Linked DNA regions of Astyanax mexicanus: region 2 is linked to region 1. A link is a contact called in public Hi-C data. All regions are on one chromosome and are shown on one strand. The core of a region is the stretch at or near the end of the contact, and the rest is flanking DNA. Distances in the headings are between cores, read along the strand shown.

What was found. Hi-C and Micro-C count contacts between places; a contact is called where the count stands out from the background.
Region 2: a contact with region 1 is called in a Hi-C map of muscle, with 6 times the contacts expected there. The contact joins the promoter of umad1 here to the enhancer-like site in region 1. A contact is called at or near these places in 2 of 3 Hi-C or Micro-C datasets (blood and muscle).

The regions. Positions count from the first base shown.
Region 1 is chr3:35,541,110-35,543,809 of AstMex3_surface, forward strand. All of the region lies in intron 3 of glcci1a (glucocorticoid induced 1a), which reads right to left. Among protein-coding and RNA genes, the nearest start is that of rims3, 36 kb to the left of the region's middle. Within about 2 kb of position 1,307, the one cell type or tissue checked has an H3K27ac peak away from gene starts, as active enhancers do.
Region 2 is chr3:35,614,262-35,617,115 of AstMex3_surface, forward strand. It overlaps umad1 (UBAP1-MVB12-associated (UMA) domain containing 1), which reads right to left and starts at 1,497. Exons shown (of 4, transcript XM_015602235.3): 1 at 1,280-1,497; 2 at 970-1,055. The coding sequence starts at 1,051. It overlaps rpa3 (replication protein A3), which reads left to right and starts at 2,845. Exons shown (of 4, transcript XM_049476424.1): 1 at 2,845-2,854.

The sequences.
Region 1 (2,700 bases), core at 57-2,556:
TTTAAGTAAAAAAAAAAAATGTAACTGGTTTGTGTAATTCAAACCACCAACATGGTTTAAATAAATACATTTAAAGTAGATCCAAAACTCATCTTCAGCCTGAGAAAAAAACTCTGCACATCTTACTACACAACTATTTTACTAAATGCAACAATTAAAAAAATAGAAAAAATCTTGAAATGTTCAATTGAACTTAAAGTATAAAACATTTTTACATTTTTTCACACATTAAGAATCATTACTGGTATCAGTCATTCTAGCAAAGCGTCTACTTTCATTGTTTTGTAAATATGCCAAAACATGTCTGGACACGTTCTGCTCTTATACATTTACAGTAGCTACTGCTAGAATTGGTTAGTGACTATTTCAACACTTGCTCATTTCACTATAGTAACAGTAGCTAAACAAAGCACACTGCTAACAGGGGTTTGCTCTCAGGAAGTAATCATTGAGATTAGAAACAACAGCAGCAGTGAATAAGGTGTGAATTACTTTAGCCATTTTAGTTTACACCCAATCATTCATATAGGCCCTGTTTTCGTACTGAGATGTTTTTTTAAAATAACTGCTGAGTCATAGTCAAAGCTTTAGGCCTTTGCTTTGGTTCACACCCTGGCCTTTTTTTTCACACAGATAGCTTGAGCTAAACATAGCATAGTATACTGCTCACATGCACCCAATCTTTTTAAGGCCAACATAAACCTGTTTCCAATTTCTAAGTACACTTTTCTTTTGTAAAATAATAATATGATGTAAAATAATGAATATTGTTCTGTTCCAATATCTTATCTTAAACTAGCAATTCAGTTCAATAATACAGGTTTTGTTTAAGTTACATCCTTTAAAAGCCACATCCTCTAAAGTAGACCACTATTCTTTTGGGTGATATATTGTGCCAAAAATAATTTATATTATTGTTCTTTTAAGGTATTTTTTTGTAAATTCGGCTATTCCTTATACACAATAGTAGTGAGAGTAACAGGACTATAAACAATACAGCATGCTGTTAGCCTGACATAATGATTAAGTAATAAGATAATTTTCCCCCACAAACCCTGAAAATAAAAGCAGTCATGGGATGATTTGCTCATGGGGAGAAAAAAAGCTATCTGTGGTTTGTGCCTGATAAAACAGTACTCATGATATTATTTAAGGGTTTAAAGATAAAGAAACCATCTGACTATGATGAAGAGCTTAACCATTATACTGAGAAATGCCAGCGTTTAAGTAAAGAAACGGCAAGAGGTTTTTACTACAGCTGCAAACCCCCCCAACACACACAAACACACACACACACACACACACACACACACAACCCTCTCATGAGCTTTTTATAGATTTATCGATTACGCATGTATCTGCCTCTGTTGTAAACTCTTATAAGAGTGTGCTACCTCTCTCAAGTCTATATCAATATAAATGTGCATTTTTTGTGTAGCAGCATAGTTGTTTAAATTTCATACACAAGCTGTTTATTAATACATTTTTCAAAAAATTACTTTGAATTAACACATTATTACAAATATAGAGGAACAGTAAGCTTCCCTTTCATGTAGTTTTTATACACTGGTGTTTTTGCCATGTCCACTGTACTGTCCGGATAAGTTAAATAATTTGTTCAAAAATTTTAAATAATTTAGACATTTCAATTAAAGTATTGGTCAAAATTTTGGGCACATCTTAAATTCAGTGGTTTTTCATTATTTTTTGTGTATTGTAGATTAATACTATAGTCATTCAAACTAGTATCAGTTATCAGTTAATAATTTTTGGAGATATTACTTAATCATTTAACAGTGTTTATTACTGTTGTAAGTAGTTCTTTGTGACCCTTATCATAAAGTGTTACTGACACTTCTATAAAAGACACATTCTATAAAAAAAAAAAAAAACATAAAATATTTAGACATTTTAATTACAGTATCGGTCAAAAGTTGTTTTTTTTCTTAAAGTCATTTAAGAAAATAATTTTAAAATAAAATTTTCTCTACTGTAGATTAATACTTAAGTCACCAATTCAAACTATGAAGAAAAAACATTGAATAGTAAACAAAAAAGTGTTAAGTCAATACGAACTTTCACAGTATCCTCAAGTGCAGTCGCAAATCCAATCAAAAACGTTATGATTAAACTGGCTCTCATCAGGACTGCCCCAGAAAAAGGAAGACCATCAGTTCATCAGAGTTACCAGCCATCAGAGTGTTTTGGTTTTAAGTTTATTCCTTAAAAGTCTGGATGATTTCATTATCAATTTACTATGTAGGAAAAAACACTGAATGAGAAAGTATACACTTTTCATTTTCAAAAAAATATCTATTTATATTATTATATAATTTATTATTATATATTTAAGCTTCTCACACACTCTCGCACACACTCACGCACACACTCACGCACACACACTCACACACACACACTCACGCACACACTCACGCACACACTCACGCACACACTCACGCACACACTCACGCACACACTCACGCACACACTCACGCACACACTCACACACACACTCACACACACACTCACACACACACTCACACACACACTCACACACACACTCACACACACTCACACAGATGATTCAGTGGACACATTACTGTCCCAGCCCTTACGTCCACGCAGGCTTTATTGTTTGGGAGTTTGGAGGAGCAGAGATGAGGAGGCCATAAATTGTGTGGGGGGGTGAAAGAGGAAGTG
Region 2 (2,854 bases), core at 247-2,746, 73 kb after region 1:
ACTAGTCACACATTATCAATTGTAAGCAAGTTATTTTTAGGTGTGTAGTAATTAGATAGGTTAAATGTTCACATAATTGTGTTTAACTTATAATACTTAGGCTACTTTCACATTGCTAGGCTGAAGTGACTCAAATCTGATTTGAAAAAAAAAATGGATTTGGCATGTTCACACAGCCATGAAAAAATCAGATCTGAGCCACACTGAGCAAAAAAATCTGATTTGTGTCACTTCAACCTGGTAATGAGAATGTAGCCGTTCATGGCTGTGTGAATGTGCCAAATCAGTCAACTGAGTCAGTTGTATATGTGGTCCTAAATCGGATACGTATCCGATTCGTGAACATGTGGCATGAATGTGAACGGTAAAATCGGAATTCATGCGTCTTTATGCTTTTAAGCATGCGCTACGTGCTTCTCTCTCGTTCCCACACATCTCTAGGTGCAGCTGTGCATCTATAGCTGCAAAAACAGCAAAAGCAAACCACTGGCCTTTTTTTACATCCTCGACCTGAGCATGTTCTTCAGATGAGCTATTTGCTCTCTACTTGAGCAAAATATTCTTCACATATATGGGCTGCTAACGCATCTATTTCACCTTAATAAAGCTACGAGCCGTCACTCAAATATGTCGTTTTTTTGTTGTTGGTGAAGAAGGCGATGTTTATACACGTATCGATGTGCGCATCCGATCTGAGCAAAAAATCGGATTTAAGCAATGTATTTATTATTTTATCGACTGGGCAAAAATACGTACTTTTTTTTATTCAGTTGCGATTTTTTTAATAATTCACATTAACATTTAGTCCCCTTTGAGCTTTTTATATAAGTGTTTTTTCAACATCCTTCCTGACAAAAAAAAAATAAAACTGAAAAATGAGTCACTTCCTTTCCAGAAATCTCATTTTACAGCACACGGCCGACTTTTATTGTTTCAATTCTGAACCAGTCCTTAAACTATAAAACTCACCAATAATAACGAACCCATCTGAATCTTTCTCGGTCGGAGACTTTTTCGTCGAGTCTTTCTTAAACCCGAAGAAACTCAACATCTTCCTAAAACCGAAACAGAAAGAGAGTCAGGTTAACAAGTGAGCTTAGCCACTGTTAGCTATGTCTGCTAAACAGAGGATAATCAAACACATGAGCTCATTTATATCAGTACAACTGCACCGTTTTACGACATAAACTAGAGTAAAACACTGAGTTTAACAGGATTTAAAGAGAACTAACACACAGTGAGAACAAACAAACACGACACCATGACATTCAACACTCACCCAGAACCGCTCTGATTCCTTTAACTACAGAAAAACACGAACCTGGTCTAACTAATTAAACTGATATAACTCTAACAGACTGATACAGTCACTCCGCTGACACTCTCTATCCCTTCATTTTAATATTTTCGCATTTTACGGCAAGTTTACAGCTTAAAAAGTTGTTGAAGTTTTTTTTTCTGTTTACATCCAGCTGCTCCGACTCTTCAATTTTACAGTCCGACTGGAAACAGAGCCCGGAGAGGCTGGATAAAAAAAAAAAATGATTTACTCTAATATTGATGTTAAATACACATGATACTTATGTATAATTTAATATATATTTAAAATGTCTAAAACTAAAATATTTATATTAGAAAATATTTAGCTTTCAACGAAACAAAAAAAAAACATTTAGTAAATATATAGTGTGATTATTTCCAAATAACTTAATTATTGTAATTTATTTTTCATTACAATTGTATAGATGAAAAAAACTAAAAAAATATTAACCTAGACCACATTACGAACGTTTTTTTAGTTCCTGGTAGGAACTAAAATACTGAAACGGTGTTCTGTCGAGTTTTGCTACCCATCGATATGTGCTTGTTTAGGACAGTGCGCATGCGCCGACCAACATTTTTAAATATGTTTTCACGTTTTTCATGATAATTCCTTAAAGATTTTATTGGGCGCATTACACAACCTGCATGTAAATAGCAGTTGAGAATAATAATAAACTATAACACTATAAAAACGGTTTCTAATCACGTATATGCCTTTAACTTTTTAACTTAACCTGATACATTTATTTAGCCTATCCACATATCATACCTAGACTTCTACTGAGAGTTTTTTTTAATAATGTTTGTAATATGGTGCTGTTTTTGCATGTTTAACTTATTAATCAATAAATAGTACTAGGGTATCACGGTTTGACAAGGTAGCACAACTCGACAGAACACCTGCCCACTTCCTACTTCCCTCGTCTAATCCGAAATGACTAGTAAACGCTAGAGGGAGCCCGCGACCGTATCCTGGAGATAAAAAGAACTAATTGGCTAAAGTATCAAATAGTAACGAACAACTTGTCTAGGATTTTCATTTCAAAAGTAGAAAAGTATTTTTCTAAAATAGCAAAGCAAACGCAACTGCATATTTTCTTTTTTCTACAGTAAACAGTTTTAAAAAACTGTTTAATAACAAAAAAATAGGTTATACATACAAAGCATGTGCATTTAACATCAAAACAGCAATACATAAACATGTTTTATTCAGCACATATTGGTTATACATGCAAATAATGTTTTATTTAATATAATTAAATTTTATATATAGTTCTAAAGTGAGCACATTCAAGATTGTATTATAATTTCCAGTAGAAGGCAAAACATTTAGTAAAGTTGCTGTAGTAGATGTAGTATGACTATTTCCATATTATTGCCATTAAATTGTCATTATAATTTTTATAGACGGTAAAAACAGTTTAATAACATTAATATCAGCCACATTGTGAATTTATGTTCGGGTAGGAACTAAAGTGCTGAGCCGGGTTTTGACCCGCTCGGAAACACGTGAAGCAAAAAAGGAAGTACG